4 separate regions of the Mus musculus genome follow, and all the other regions are linked to region 2. The links are chromatin contacts, called in public Hi-C, HiChIP or PLAC-seq and promoter capture Hi-C maps. All regions are on one chromosome and are shown on one strand. Each heading gives the region's core, a stretch centred on a gene start, on an enhancer-like site or on the middle of the called end of the contact. The rest is flanking DNA. Distances are from core to core; before and after follow the strand shown.

Region 1 (3,833 bases), core at 1,121-3,620, 150 kb after region 2:
AATCTTTTTGAAAAGTGATCGGGCAGTACGTGTTCTGATTGAAAATGGGCAGGGTGTGATGGGTCCTCCTGCCTTTAATCCCAGCAATCAAGAGGCAGAGGTGGGTGGATCTTTGTAGATTCAAGGCCAGCCAGGTCTACAAAGCAGATCCAGGCCAACCAGAGCCATATAGTGAGACTTTGTTTCAAAAATAACCCAAACAGACAAAAACCAAGCAAAGAACCATAGTTTGTTCACCATCTATGCTTAAAACTGTATGTCATCGGTGTGTGTGCTGTGTCCCTAAATGTGTCATGTTTATCAACTTGAGAGTCCAGGAAGAATGTATTTTTTAGAGCAGTAGTTTTCAACCTGTGGGTTGCAACCATTTTATAGGGGTCACCTAAGACTGCCAGAAACACAGATATTTATATTATAATTCATAACAATAGCAAAATTAAAGTTATGAAGTAGCAATAGAAACAATTTTGTGGTTGGGGGGTCACTGCAGCATGAGGATGTGTATTAAAGGGTCACAGCATTAGGGAGGTTGAAAACTACTGTTCTAGGGTTCAATATTGTCTCTAATTGAGACAATATTGTCTCCAGGGAGGGCGTTTTGATTTCACTTTAGAAAGAGACTGCCATATCCAGGGATCCATCCCATAATCAGCTTCCAAGCGCTGACACCATTGCATACATACACTAGCAAGATTTTGCTGAAAGGACCCAGATGTAGCTGTCTCTTGTGAGACTATGCCGGGGCCTAGCAAACACAGAAGTGGATGCTCACAGTCAGCTAATGGATGGATCACAGGGCTCCCAATGGAGGAGCTAGAGAAAGTACCCAAGGAGCTAAAGGGATCTGCAACCCTATAGGTGGAACAACATAAACTAACCAGTACCCCAGAGCTCTTGACTCTAGCTGCATATGTATCAAAAGATGGCCTAGTCGGCCATCACTGGAAAGAGAGGCCCATTGGACACACAAACTTATTATGCCCCAGTACAGGGGAACGCCAGGGCAAAAAAAAAAAAAAAAAAAAAAAAATAGGAATGGGTGGGTAGGGAAGTAGAGGGGAGGGTATGGGGGACTTTTGGGATAGCATTGGAAATGTAATTGAGGAAAATACGTAATAAAAAAAAAAAGAAAGAGCTATTATTTTAGTATGTAAGGAGGTGAGGAATTTAGTGATTAAGAGTACGAATTTAGGGCCGGGCGTGGTGGCGCACTCCTTTAATCCCAGCACTTGGGAGGCAGAGGCGGGAGGATTTCTGAGTTCGAGGCCAGCCTGGTCTACAAAGTGAGTTCCAGGACAGCCAGGGCTAGAGAAACCCTGTCTCGAAAAACCACACACACAAAAAAGAGTACGAATTTAGGAGCTGGGCATGGTAGCACTGGTTATTAGTAACCAGGTAGAAGATCAAATTTGGGCCTAGCCTGGGCTACATAAGACCCTGTCCCTTTTTTTTTTTTTTCTTCAAAGATTGAAAAATACATAACCTTTGAATCCTACATTTTCTGGGTTTGAATCCTATCAAAGTGTGTAACTTTGGATATGTTATCTGACCTAAGTTTGCATCAGTTTCCCCTTGGTAAACATGTAAAAACAGTAGCTATTGTTATTGGTTGCTTGATGGTTGAAGGCATTTGTTCTCAAATTCCTGGGCTCAAGTGAACTTTTTGCCTCAGCCTCCAAAGTAGCTGGATCTACTAGCATATGCCACCGAGCCTGGCTGCAAAGAGTTCTGAATGGGCGAATGTTTGTAAATGTATTTGTTCCACTATAGATTTTACATGAGAAAGTTGCATTTGTGTTTTTCTTAAATTTTGAAACATTAGTAAGTCGGAGGTTGGAGAGAAAGTCTTTAGTTGTATTCTTTCAATAGAAAAGTCCTAAACATTGTCATTACTCTGAGAGCTTAATTTTGAAAAATGAAGTGAAACACATAATGTGTCTTCGTCATTCCTCTGCCTCTGTGGCACTGGAGTAAAAAGGTCCCAGCTAGCTGTAGAATGCAGAACATTGCTGCTCCTTCATTTCCCAGGAGGGAACTTAAAGGCAGTTCTTACTGCATCTTTGAAACCGTCCAGCTGCCTATAGAACTTACTTACGTCTGCTTCCATGTTTAGTGATTCAGACATCATTCTAGGAAATAGAGGCAAAATAAATGTCCACTAAAATATGACAGATTATTTCCAGACCCAACCATAATTCTGTCTTCTACTCCATATGCTTTTCTGTAGTGTGACTTCACCACTTCTTCCATGGAGGGTGTGCGTCTGGAATCTGGCAGGTCTAAGACTGTCTGAGTTAGACCGATAGGGCAGAAGTGATAAGTGTGGCTGCTGAGACTGGTTGTGAGAGGCTATGCAGCTTCCTGTTTGCAGGAGCTCTGAGCCATTCTTTAAGGAACTTAGTTCCTGAGAGACAACCGTATTGGAGAGGTCACTAGGACAGCTCAGCTGAGCTCCATCTGACACTACCCATATTTGTGAGGCAGGCAGGATGTCCAGCTCAGCCACAGCTCCAGATGACCACAAGCCAGTCAACTTCAGACTGGAGTCACATGGGCTGGCTAAACAAGGTCTCCCCAAATTAAAATTATGATAGCATAAGGTAGATCTGTCAAGCTGTGAATGTATGGACATTTGTCCTCTAACAGTGGTAATAAATGAGACATGTAGGTTTAGCAATGCAGTCATGGTGAGACCATCCCACTGATAGTGAAGAACCTTCAGAGACACCCCTCTCAAGCTGTTCATTGCACCCAGAAATGCTGGCCTAACCATAGTTCTACTGTGGTTAGTATCCTGCTCTGCCTCTATTTAATAATGTCTTCTAATTGTTTTGTTATATCCTAAATAGATTATATAATTTTCCTTTTCAGTTGTTGCTTAATAGTGTCTGCTAGAGTCTAAAGTCCTGTATTTCTTTTCAATTGGGTTAGTGTATAGTAGACTCAACCCCCTTATATCTGATTTTGCTTTCCATGCTTTTAATCAACTATTTATGGCCAATTTTGGTCCAAAAATACTCTTGAAAGTCACAGAAAAAACCCATAAGTTTTAGTTGCTCACCGTGGTATTTCCCATTATCTTACTTTATTGAGCCTGGATGTTAATCATCCCATTAGCCATGCTGCTCAACCTATCCTCCCATTAGTCACTTAGTGTACATCTTGATTGTCAGATTGATTTTAGACTTCTGAGGGTGTTGACATAACCCTTATCTAGCAGCCCAGTGCTGTTTCAGTGTTTACATCCTTCATCTCCCTTTATCATAATTTGTTTATTATATTATAAGAGTTTGTAAAAGTAACCACATTCACATAACTTTTATTACAGTGTATTGTCATAGTTGTTTTATTTTATTATTGTTAGTATCTTATATACATAATTTACAAATTAAACTCTATTATAGGACTTTATGTTTATGGTGATCTGGGGTCGGGGTGGGGTGGGGGAAGCATAGATGGGGTTCAGTATCTGTGGCTTCAGTCATCTGCAAAAGGTCCCCATGGCTCAAGGGAGACTAGGGGACACTAGTGTTCCATTTCCTATCTGCCATATTACTGTTAGTGTACTATAATAGAGAACTGACTTAGTTTTGGTCAGACTTCATTTGAATACTTGTTTGATTTCCTGGCTTCTACCTCACTCTCTTCCTAGGGCCGCCCTATGGATAACTCATGGTTTTTCTCCTTTCAGTAGGTAACATTGAAACATTGACCTCAGTATTAATTGTTTAAAGAATGTCTCAGGTCCAAGAGAGTGAGTTGGTAGAACTTCAGGAGACACCTTTGCTCCATGGATTTGATGGGTTATGATGCGTGGGATCAAGTACTTCTAA
Region 2 (4,189 bases), core at 1,055-3,554:
GCTAACTTGATGTCTGATGAAAGTTCCCTTCCTGATTAATTGATAGGAACATCTTTCTACATCCTCACACGGGGAGATGTACAAGAGAACTCTGTTTTTGAGGATATTAGTCCATTTCCTGAAGTCTCTGCCTCATTATTCTCTAAAGGCTCCACCTGGGAACATTGAACAACACTGGGGATTGTGCTGCAACATCTGAACAGGGACATAGTCATCCAGTCAGAGAATCCAACAGTCTCACTGCCTGATGCTGCCTGATGGCAACAATCAATACTCCAGGTTATCATTCTGGATTGATACACACGTGTGCACGCACACACACACACACACACACACACACACACACACACACACACACACACGGCCTCCTGCTCACTCTCATGAATCTCATCCTCTCTTCTTTTCCAGAGAAAACCCTTTTGACTTTCTTCCCTCTACTAAAGGAAACCTTCATTTCCCTTCTTTTATACTTCTCTCATCTTACAGTGTGGGGTGGGGTGGAGCTGGGCGGGGCTGGGTGGGGTGGGGTGGGGGCTGCTTCCATCCTGGCCAGGATTCCCATCCTTTCCCTTTTATACATGCACAGTCTGCTGAGCAGTCATGCAGAGTTAACTTTTCCTGACTGCCCTTCAGTGGTATTCTTTCCATAAATATTTAACATGCTGAAGTTTCTTCCACCACGAAAGCAAAGCAAAACACCAACAAAGGCCAGCCCAACACCCAAACCCTCCTTCAACAGCCTTTCCACCTCTACTACCCGGGCGTCTCTTCCCCTCCCCACCTCATCTAGAAAGAATTGTCTGTGTTTCACTCTCACTACCTCAAGCATGACTCATGGTCCTGCCATTCTGTTCATGCATATTTAATAGTCGTAGGTGACTTTTATGTTAATAAATACAGAACATGTTCTTTAGTCTCTGGACAAAGCGTTCACCCCCAGGGGAGGGAGAACCAGGCTGAGAGAAAGGACAACCCTGAACTCGGTCTTGACCTTGTTCAATTCCAGGGCCTCAGAGGTGTCCTAGAGATGTTGGGGAATGAGGGCTAAAGTGAGGGAGAGGTCTAAGCTGGAACATAAACGGTCCCTGCAGTGTATCCACAGAAGCGTGTGTGTGTGTGTGTGTGTGTGTGTGTGTGTGTGTGTGTGTAGATAATCAATGTCAAATGAGTCATGGAGTTATTTGAGGGGAACAAGGGAAACCTAGACAAGTTCTCAAACTTGAATCTATTTCAAAATTATGTCAAGAATTTATATGTAAAAGTACAAATTTCTGGATCCCACCTTTACAGAGGGTGTTTTTCTCTTTTGAATCTAGTAAAACTAAATAGTGCATGAGTGTAGCTCCCTGGTGGACCCTTATTTAGCACATATGGGGCTCTGGTTTTCATCCCCAGCACCACAAAAGATGACCCAAACCAAAACCTAATATTCTCTGTAGGGTGTAGATTCTTGTACTTTAAGCAAGCTCCCGTACAATGTTGAGGGCATTGGTCTGAAATCCTCACTTTAAGAACAATGGACTGAGAGCTTGTTTGGAGACTCTACCTCAGCTACTTGAATACCCTTGATCTAAGACGGGTCTTCCGATCCTCGTGGAAGGTCATCAAGTACATAGTTTGTACACCTGGACACACATGGAACAGTGAGGGAGGAAGGCCAGGCAATGGTGACACTTGCTTTTAATCCCAGCACTTGGGAGGCAGAGGCAGGAGGATCCCTGTGAGTTCGAGGCCAGCTTGGTCTGCAGAGAGAGTTCCAGGACAGCCAGGGCTACACTGAGAAACCCTGTATCGGTGGGTAGGGGGAAGAGGGAGGAGGAAGAGAGGAAAGGAGAGAAGGAGAGAGGAGAGTGGACAAGGAGAGAGAGAGGGAGGAATGGAGGGAGGGACGGAGGGAGGGAGGGAGAGAGAGAGAGAGAGAGAGAGAGAGAGAGAGAGAGAGAGAGAGAGACCGGGTGGTGGTGGGCCTTTAATCCCAGAACTCAGAAGGCAGAAGCAGGTGTATCTCTCTGAATTCCAGGCTAACCTGGTCTATAAAGTGAGTTCCAGGACAGGACAGACAGAACTACATGGAGAAACCCTATCTTGACCCCCCCCCCCCCCCCATAAAAAAACAATAGTCTAAAGTGCCGAGGGGGACCCTCTTTCTTCCCCAGTGAGATGCTCCATCAACGACTACCCATCAATGGAGGTTGAGTCGATGAGAACACAAGGAAAACTTCCGGAAAGAAACCGCTAGATGAGAACGGAGGGTCTGGACTACATCTCCCAGAAAGCCCCGCACTGGCGCGCGGGCGCCCCCTGGACGTGGCCATCGGGAAGGCGCCAGCGGGATCGCCAGGACCTTCCCCAGAGCATCCGTGAGCTAGGAAAGCCGCGGTAGCTGCGGGCTGCAGCGGCGCGGGAGTCCGGTGCGAGAGAACCACGGCAGGTGAGTTGGGGTACGGGATGCTCGGTCCTCTGTTTCTCAGCTGCCTTTTCTCAAGTCTGGCGAACAAGACGGGGTGCAGGAGTCCTGGCTCGGGGACGTGGGGTGCCCTTCTGGAAAGACGCGCTGCGGTCCTGGATACCCAGGCGGCGGGCAGCGCAGGGACCGCGCTGCAGGTGGGGACCGCAGGTGGCCGGCCCTCCCCTCCGGCCGCGGGTTTGGCGCAGCAGCCTGGCACGGGGACCAGGTGGCTCGGCCGGCTGTGGCCCTGGGGAGCCCCAGCCCCCGGGACAGGTGCGTGCGCTTCGGCGGGACTGGAGTGCCGCTGAGTGTTTGTCCACAAAGCCGCTGCATCCCTGTCCTGCCCAGGTGGTCGCCTAGAGCTTGGGCTGAGGGTTTCCAGGACGCCTAGGAGCGCGGGGAACTGTGCGGATGCTGGTGCGTGTCCCCGCGGTGCGCAGGCTAGCGTGAGCGCAACAGTGCCGATCTCTTTTCCTTAATGCCCTTGGAACAAAATTAGTTTTATGTGCTTAAAAAAAACAACAACAACCAAAAAACAAAAAAACAAGTTTGACTCTGAATATCTTAGTTTGATTTTGTGGGAGCTCCAATACGCCAGCGCGCAAGTTTATATAATAAGCAGTATACGCTTTGGGGGAAAAAAAAATCCCATTGAAGGTGCTCTTCCTTGCCCTCTATCGGATGAATTATGTCGAACTGGTTGACATGGGTATCCATTAGTAACTGCGGTGGCTGGAGGCGAGAGATAAAGTGTTTTTGAGTGAAGTCACGACCGAACCCTTTTGATCAGTTTTTGGTTTCATACGATTTGGTTATCCAGTTTCAAACACGATGTTATTTCAACGTTTAAGACGGAGTTGGAGGGTGGAGACCGAGGGTTGTCAATCCTAATACCTTAGTCTAAGGAAAATAGCTTTGCATGATTAACTCAAAGCCATCAAGTTTGCTTATTGATTATTTTGAGACAGGGTCTTGCTAACTATCTCTGACGAGCCACCACATTCGCAGTCCTTTAGTTTGTGTTCCAGATAGTGTCTCCCTAGGTAGTTCTGGCTGGCCTGGAAGTGCTATGTGGCCCAGGCTGGACCCTCCTCCTTCCATTGGGAATTTCAGGAGTGAGCCACCACACTTGGCCAAAGAAAGCAGTTTTAGAGCTAACTCCGCGGCCCCTTCTGAAGCCCGCATCAGTTTTAGTTTTTAAGCTGATTTGTGGATGTGCTGGGTAGATAATTTTATTGTTTGTTAAGAAGCACCGTGGGACATTTTTGTCGTGTTTGGTTTTAGGGAAATGTTCCCCTGTCTTTTCTGTAACTGGACTTTGTTGTGTTAAATGTATTTTTATTCATACCTGATTTCTTAGACGTTAAAAGTCAGGGAAGGCTGGGTTCCCACCCACCCACCCCCACTGCTTTTGTACAACATGCATTGATAGGACCATGTAGGTTTCCTTCTTGAAAATCCCCAGCACATTATTTTGCTGGATTTTCTCACTAAAATCCTGTAATGCTTGAAAATGAATTATTTTGGAGCTATGTATAGTGGCTCATGACTGTAATTCTAGCATTCCAGACTGAGGGAAGAGGATGAGTTTGGGGCCAGCCTGTGCTACATGGCAAGACTCTGTCTCAAACAAACAGTATCAACAAGACAACAACAACAGAAGACAAACAGGGAAAACCCAGTCCTGACCCCCAGAACAAAATCTCACCTAAAATGTGTGTTTGGCTTGTTTGATTGATC
Region 3 (3,727 bases), core at 485-2,984, 190 kb before region 2:
CTGTTACACAGAGAAACCTCCGTCTCCAAAATAAAATAAAGTAAAATAATTGAGAAACTGCAGGGCAGAGATAAAACCACATTACTCTTCCATATTCTGTGGTTACTGGCATTTTGCTTTCTTATGGCTAATGCTGTTCTGAGAGTTTTGATTTTTTGTTTTGTTTTTGTGACAACTTGGGAGAAGCAGGAAATAAATCTAAAACTATTTTAAATTTGGAGAAGTAACTTTTATTCATTTAATGTGTATGGGTGTTTTCTCTGCACACCGCGTGTGCCTGGTACTCTTGGAGACCAGCAGAGGGTGTCAGATTGGGTGGGTCTAGCATTAGAGGTGGTTGTAGGCTGTCACGTGGGTGGGTGCTGGAACTGACTCAGTCTTGAACAACTAGTATTCTTAACCAGCCAGTTCTCCAGCCCCCACACCTGGGGAAGCAGTTTTAATAGGAAAACAGGTTTGACATTACTTCCCAGACTTTAACGAAGTCATACGAGGTAACCTCTTCCTCATAACAGTGGCCCCTGAAGGACAGAGTGGGGTAGCAGTCTGATATGCAATACAGTTCCCTGCATACAACAATAGGTTGCGACTCTCAGTCATACAGAGCATGACTTGGCAACCTGATGAACTACAGGCAATAGAATCAAATACCCAGATTTTGAAATGTCTATTGCAAACATACCTTATCAGAAAAAAAGATACATACTAAATGCCAAAGAAAGAGCACAGAACTATGTTTTGGTGTTGTCAATTCTTGGAGCTTATCCCAAGTATAGAGCTATATTGTCAATGATAGAAAGTACAATTTAAAAACAAAACAAAACAAACAAACAAACAAACAAACAAAAAACCCCCAACAACTTTGTAGCCCTGTTTGCCAGGAACTCGCTCTGTGGACCATGAGCCCTCAAGATCCTTTCACCAGTCTCTGAGATTAAGGGGTGTGCCATCAAGCCCCACAAACTGCAAGATTATTTAAGAACAGAAACACTGGTTCTATGTTAAACCACAGAGTAGCTAATGAATATAATGTGCATATCTCTGCAAAAATTGGATAATAATGATACAAACTACAGCAGTTAAAAGACAAGAAAGGTTTCCTATAGTGGGGCTTAGGGGCACGCACCTATTTTATTTTTATTTGTGCATTTAAATTGTTAAGCACTAGGGCATGAGATGGGTCAATGGCAGGCCGCTTGCATTGCTTCACCTTGCATTCGACTCCAGAACCGCAAGAAAAAAAAAAAAAAAGAAAAAAAAAAAACATAAAACATTAGAACTCACACTTCCTCAGGCCTCAAAGCTCGGTTCAGTATTTTCGTATCCCTCACAAAAGCTAAACACCCAAACTCTGCCAATATCGATATAAGAAAAATAAATCCTTATCAATAATGTAACAGATTGAGGAAGAGATTTTTCTGCAGAGTATCTTATGCCGCTCCTCCTACGTCTGATTGGAGCCCAATCATCCACTAAGGCTGGTGGAGCCGAACACGGGGCCCCGGGCTCGCCCCGGAGCAACAAGGGCCATGGCTCCCGCCCGGCACCGCGCGAGCTCGCGGGGCCCGCCGTCCGCCCGCCGAGGCTCCCGCCCGCCTACCTGGTCCCGACCCCAGCCCGGCCCGCCGCAGCCTCGGCTGCCGAAGGAAGAGAGCACAGAGCTCCGCACGGCGTCTTACAGCAAAATGGCGACTCTAAGCGCGAGAAAGTCTTTCGAGACTGCGAGGCCAGGGGCGGGGCCTGAGGGCAACTGACTAGAGTGGGCGAGGCCGTCGAGGGGCGTGGTCTGGAGGAAGAGGGGCGGGGCAGAAAGTGGGGTAGAAGGCAATGCATTTGATGCTGTGGGCGTGGCCGCCAGAGTGGGCGGGAGGATGTTGTGTGGGCGTGGTCAGACTCGAGGAAAGTGGGGGAGAATTAGAGTGGGCGTGGTTGGAAGTGTGGTTAAAATTCATAGGTTCTGACTGGGTTCAAGTCTTTACTGTCCTGCAAGACTGAGCAAGTCACCTCTTTGACCTGAGTTCTTCTGAAAAAGAGATGACAGCAGTACCCCCATCTCCTGGGGTTGGGAGGAGTGAGTGAGAAATCTGCGAACCTCTTGGCATGGTTCTTAGCATACAGTCGATGAGCAGTTATCATTCATAATTATTCGCTTTGTTGTCCCTTCCTTCTTTTCAGTGGTTAAGAGTATATACTGCTTTTCCAGAGAAGCTGAGTTTGGTTCCCAGAACCAATGTCAGGCAGTTCACAACTGCCTGTAATTCTAGCTCCAAGTCTCCCTGATGTCTCTGGCCTCCTCAGCCACCTGCACTCATATAAACATAAACATATACAAATAATTAAACATTCTAAAAGTTAGTTTTTTAAAAAATTGTAGCTCTGGGTGACCTGGAACTCACAGAGATCCATCTGTCTCTGCCTCCTGAGTGTTAGGATTAAAAGGGTGGCCATCATTCCTAGCAAATTGGTTGCTGTTGATATATCATTGCTGAATTCTTTATACCTTGAAATATGGTGATCCCTATTTTTTAAGGGGCTACTTGGCCCTTCCTCTCTTTCTTTTTTTTTTAAATATTTATTTATTTATTATACAGTAAATACACTGTAGCTGTCTTCAGACACTCCAGAAGAGGGAGTCAGATCTCATTACAGATGGTTATGAGCCACCATGTGGTTGCTGGGATTTGAACTCTGGACCTTTGGAAGAGCAGTCGGGTGCTCTTACCCACTGAGCCATCTCACCAGCCCCCAGTGATCCCTATTTATAACATAACAAACATATAGTGCATGCCAGGTATCAAGGCATTATTTATTATTATCTATATTTTATATTAATATATATTAACAGTAACTTTCAGAAATGGGGTAAGACTTATCTCTATTTAATTGCTGTGGGTACTCAGATGCCAGTGACAAAGCAATAGATAGGCACCACCTGCAGTGCCTTGCTCCATGTGTATACTTAAAGGCTCTCATCCACTGCACTTCCAGTTCACAAGTGAGACAAGCAGACATTTATGGGAGGATGCACAGGTGGCTAGAATTAATTATCAGAAGGCTGAGGATGGTTAGAATTCATAGGAGGGCTTGTGGGTAGCTAGAATTCATGGGAAGTATGCACGAAAACTGAAAAGAAGCTGTGTCTGGCTGACTGATGACAATTTCAGTACTGTGGGGGAGATTGGGATGTTGCAGGTTCAGAGGCTAGTTTACCTTTTCTTGGATTAATTTTGGCCCTCTGGAACAGCCATTTCTTTTTTTTTTTTTTTTTTTTTTGGTTTTTCAAGACAGGGTTTCTCTGTATAGCCCTGACTGTCCTGAAACTCACTCTGTAGACCAGGCTGGCCTCGAACTCAGAAATTCGCCTGCCTCTGCCTCCTAAGTGCTGGGATTAAAGGCGTGCGCCACCACCGCCTGGCTTGAACAGCCATTTCTTGTCCACCTCTGTGTCGGAGCCAACATCTTGTGACTAATAGAAATAAGCCTTTTGAATCTATTAACTTACTTGATGGCAATCTTAGCTTTTGGATTGGTGGGAAGAGTGGTTAGCTACGAGAAGCCTCCCCCATCTCGCTGGGCCCGCCTCTCTGATACATCCACTTCTCTTAGTGTTCCTACCTTTCTAGTGTACCCATCTCTCTGACTCACCCAACAATGCTTTATTTATTTATTTATTTTTGGTTTTTGAGACAGGGTTTCTCTGTATAGCCCTGGCTGTCCTGAAACTCAC
Region 4 (3,762 bases), core at 375-2,874, 240 kb after region 2:
GGAATTGAATCCATTGATGTCAAGTGATATTAAGGAAAAGTGATTGTTACTTCCTGTCATTTTTGTTGCTAGAGGTGGAATTGTGTTTGTGTGGTCATCTTCTTTTGGGTTCCTTGAAAGAAGATTACTTTCTTGCTTTTTCTAGGGTGTAGTTTCCCTCCTGGTGTTGGTGTTTTCCACTTATTATCCTTTGTAGGGCTGGACTTGCTATGGTGGGAGAATTGGGTTCTGATGATGCCAAGTAACCTTGGTTTCTGTTGCTTATGTTCTTCAGCTTGCCTCTTACCATCTGATTATCTCTAGTGCTACCTGCCCTCACTATGTCTGACTGGAGCCTGTCCTTCCTGTGATCCTGGTTGTGTCAGAACTCCTCAGAGTTCGGCTGTCTCTGGGATCCTGTGATTCTGGGATCCTGTGATCTTGAGATTCTGGGTGTGTCAGAGCTCCTGAGATCATGGTGTGATTAAGATCCTGGGATCCTGTGGTCCTGGGCATGTTAGAGGGCCTGGATGTGGATCTTCCTCTGGATGTTGTGGAACTGGCTGTGGAGTTCACGTTCAAGGTCTGCTCAAGGCACCGTCCCAGACAGGAAGGAACCCTTGCCACTGATTGGGCTGAGTTCCTGGGTCCTGCTGCTCCCAGTTACTCCTGGTGTTGGGCCAGATGATGTGTCCTCTTCACCTCTGAACCTATGATCCTGGGCATCAATTGATCTTTTTTTTTCCCCAGCAAACCCACAATTTAGACTTGAATTCTTTGCTTCCCAATGTCTGGAACCTCACATGACCAGAGACTGGGACAGTTCCAGTGTGCTGGGCTCTTCCATAGTTTCCCACATCTTGGAGGTCCAGACAGAGATTTCCAAGAGTCCTGGGTAGAAACTTAAAAATTATTTATTACCTGCCAGGGAAGTCCCAGCAGTCACTTTCTGCATATGCAAATCGATTACTTAAGATCCAAAGAAAGTGACACTGGGCTTCTAAATTGTACCCATGATTGAGAAGAGGCATCTTCATCCCTCATGAGACTGAACATCACCTCCTGTGTTTTAGGCAGCAGTGTCTCTTTGGTGTGTCACTGGTTCATTCTGCCATTTTTGACTCGACCTATCCTATCAGGATATATTCTAGTCGTTACTCATTTGCTGCATATATTGTTTTTAATTTTTGTCATACAGAAAATTATAGATTCAGACTTCTCAGGCCTTTTATACATTTCAGTTTTGTGCTTTTCTTGTTTATTTGTTGTTCTGTTGTTCTGTTGTTGTTGTTGTTGTTGTTGTTTCAAGACAAGGTTTCTCTGTGTAGCCCTGGGTGGAACTTACTCAGTAGACCAGGCTGGCCTTGAACTCACAGAAATCGCCTGCCTCTGCCTCCTGAGTGCTTGGATTAAGGGCATATACCACCACTGCCTGCTCAGTTTCGCAATTGTAATGGTTTGCTTCTCTGAGATTATGGAGCTATTGGTTTTCTTCTAACATGTTGAAAATCTTTTTTCTTAAAAATATCCACTGACAGCTTGCTGCTAAGCAACAAGAGAACAAGACAGTCCTGTCTGCCTGGCCAGTTTCTACACTGTGTAGCTTTGAGAGCTGGCATGGGAGCCAAACATAACAGTGGCAGAAGGGAAAGAGTCAGAGTGGGCAGCTGAGCAGCTCGTTGTATGGGAGAGACCAGCCAGAAGGAGAGAGCTGTGCAGAGAGGAAACCCCACAGCCTGCTTACAGATGTCTGTGGTCCATGATGGAGGGCTATGCCACAGATGTGCAGGACAGGGTCACTCTGGCTTCTCCAGATAACCCGAGATTTAAGAAGAGAAGCTAGAGTTGAATGAGTGCATACATTTCTCAGAGGCAAGGCCTGGCTTGCTGACACAAATGCAGGGCAGACAATGCAAGCTGTATTTCTTTCTGCTTCACCAGAACCCGACTATTTGTGCTTACACCATCTTTGTACACCTTCAAACTAAACTCCTCCCTAAACTGTTATTCTATATGCTCAGTCTCAGGGAGGAATGAACAAGTTTTTTATTATTTTATTTTATTTTATTTTTGGTTTTTCGAGACAAGGTTTCTCTGGATAGCCCTGGCTGTCCTGGAACTCACTTTGTAGACTAGGCTGGCCTTGAACTCAGAAATCCACCTGCCTCTGCCTCCCGAGCTCTGGGATTAAAGGCGTGCGCCACCACGCCTGGCTTTATTTATTTTTTGAGTCAGGCCATGTAACAGCCCTGGCTGTCCTGGAGCTTTCTGTGTAGATCAGGATGGCCTCGAACTCACAGAGCTTTGCCTGCCTCTTCATCCTGAATACTAGGATTAGAGGTGTATGCCATTACCACCCAACAGGAATGAACAAATTTTATTCTCTACATCTGTAAATTGCCACTTTTACAAACCCCAAAATGAAATAACACAGTCCAATATCGGGGTTGTAACAGTGAAGTCCTATCTGCCTGGGACATCCCAGGAGTCAGGACATGTAGATCACTGTGTCTGGCTCCTGAAGAATGTACAGTGCGTTCTAATCTGCCTCCTGCCTCTTTCCCAGAAGCTCTGCTCTGCTCTTTTGATCTGTTTTTCAGCTTCAGCACTTAATGGAACACATAGTCCCTACAAAGGAGTCAACAGGAGAAGCTTCGGGCTCCTCCGAGAAGATGGAGTGGTGGGAGAAAAGGTCATAGCTAGACCCAGCTGTGTCCTCAGTGGAATTGAGCTCAGGGTGCATTTCAATGAAGTTCTGTAGCTTCTTTCCCCTGTGGCTAATGTTTCCACCAGATGTTACTGTTTCTAGGCAACACAAAGCAAGTAATTTTCTTGGAGCTCATGGGCTGGGTGATAGGGTTTTGCTTTGCTTTCTGTCCCACTGTGTTAAGAGTCTTGCCTGCATTCACCTTGTGGAACTATGGACACACTCAGATGCTCCAGGGACAGCCTTCACTGTTCAGCAAAGTTAGGGTGTTAGCCTCTTGTGTATGGTCCTTGTTCATTTTCTCCCATTTTTGTTTCACTGAGAACAATTCTCTATCTTACAACTTTAAAAAAGAAAAGTTGTCTATTTTGGAATGGTAGCTCTTACATCTGAGATTTCTTTTCATGAAAAAGCACTTGGAAGCCAGGTGATGGTGGTACGCACTTTAATTCTACCACTCAGGAGGCAGAGGCAGGTAGATCTCTGTTAGTTTGAAGCCAGCCTGGTCTATAGAGCAAGTATTAGGATAGCCAAGGCTACACAGAGAAACCTTGTCTCAAAAACAAAGCAAAGCAACACAAAAAAAAGCTCTTTGGAGTCAGAGGCAGGTGGACCTCTGTAAGTTATGGGCTAGCCTGGTAATCATAGGAAGTTTCATACTAGACAGGGCTGCATATCTCCTAGCTTAAAAAATAAAAATGGGGTTAACCTCAGGAAGCCCAGTGGGGTAGTTTGGATGAGAATGGCTCCCATAGCTCTTGTTTGAATGTTTATTTCCCAGTTAGTGGAACTGTTTGAAAAGGATTAGGAGATGTGGCCTTGTTGGAGGAGGTGTGTCACTGGGGATGGTCTTTCAAAAGAGTTGTTTCCAGTGCTAGATTATGGATCAAGAATGTGAGCTCTTGGCTGTTTCTTTGCTCTACCATCATGGACTCTAACCCCCTGAAACCAAAAGCCCAATCAAGTGCTCTCATTTATAAGTTGCCTTGGCCATGCTTATCACAGTAATAGAAAAGTAGGCAAAGCACCCAGCTATTTTCCTCCTTTTCCTTCCTTCTCAGTGAGGACAGCCTATT

What was found. Hi-C and Micro-C count contacts between places; a contact is called where the count stands out from the background. HiChIP or PLAC-seq counts read pairs in DNA pulled down with a chosen protein or histone mark. Capture Hi-C pulls out chosen DNA fragments and counts their contacts.
Region 1: a Hi-C map of bone marrow-derived macrophages shows a contact between it and region 2, with 31 read pairs. The contact joins the enhancer-like site here to the promoter of Specc1 in region 2. A contact is called at or near these places in 2 of 39 promoter capture datasets (the C10 cell line and the SN4741 cell line), 1 of 15 datasets of contacts at CTCF or cohesin (the NIH/3T3 cell line), 10 of 484 Hi-C or Micro-C datasets (the C10 cell line, CD8 T cells, the CH12 cell line and 7 more), 4 of 115 datasets of contacts at active chromatin or transcription factors (embryonic stem cells, fetal liver, forebrain and 1 more) and 2 of 9 other capture datasets (adipose tissue and pancreatic islet).
Region 3: a promoter capture Hi-C map of adipose tissue shows a contact between it and region 2. The contact joins the promoter of Prpsap2 here to the promoter of Specc1 in region 2. A contact is called at or near these places in 2 of 484 Hi-C or Micro-C datasets (the Ba/F3 cell line and pro-B cells) and 1 of 9 other capture datasets (adipose tissue).
Region 4: a contact with region 2 is called in an H3K4me3 HiChIP or PLAC-seq map of stem cell-derived neural progenitor cells, with 24 read pairs. The contact joins the enhancer-like site here to the promoter of Specc1 in region 2. A contact is called at or near these places in 1 of 39 promoter capture datasets (hippocampal neurons), 1 of 15 datasets of contacts at CTCF or cohesin (the NIH/3T3 cell line), 1 of 484 Hi-C or Micro-C datasets (bone marrow-derived macrophages), 3 of 115 datasets of contacts at active chromatin or transcription factors (bone marrow-derived macrophages, embryonic stem cells and stem cell-derived neural progenitor cells) and 3 of 9 other capture datasets (embryonic stem cells, liver and pancreatic islet).

Annotation. Positions count from the first base shown.
Region 1 is chr11:62,101,266-62,105,098 of GRCm38.p6, forward strand. All of the region lies in intron 3 of Specc1 (sperm antigen with calponin homology and coiled-coil domains 1), which reads left to right. Among named protein-coding and RNA genes, the nearest start is that of Gm39985, 43 kb to the right of the region's middle. Within about 2 kb of position 2,371, at least 23 of the 459 cell types and tissues checked have an H3K27ac peak or open chromatin away from gene starts, as enhancers often do. A contact at or near this core is called in bone marrow-derived macrophages, where this site is marked.
Region 2 is chr11:61,954,459-61,958,647 of GRCm38.p6, forward strand. It overlaps Specc1 (sperm antigen with calponin homology and coiled-coil domains 1), which reads left to right and starts at 2,305. Exons shown (of 15, transcript NM_001281818.1): 1 at 2,305-2,431.
Region 3 is chr11:61,760,354-61,764,080 of GRCm38.p6, forward strand. It overlaps Prpsap2 (phosphoribosyl pyrophosphate synthetase-associated protein 2), which reads right to left and starts at 1,735. Exons shown (of 12, transcript NM_144806.2): 1 at 1,601-1,735.
Region 4 is chr11:62,190,642-62,194,403 of GRCm38.p6, forward strand. The region is part of intron 12 of Specc1 (sperm antigen with calponin homology and coiled-coil domains 1); the gene reads left to right. Among named protein-coding and RNA genes, the nearest start is that of Gm39985, 46 kb to the left of the region's middle. Within about 2 kb of position 1,625, at least 36 of the 459 cell types and tissues checked have an H3K27ac peak or open chromatin away from gene starts, as enhancers often do. A contact at or near this core is called in pancreatic islet and stem cell-derived neural progenitor cells, where this site is marked.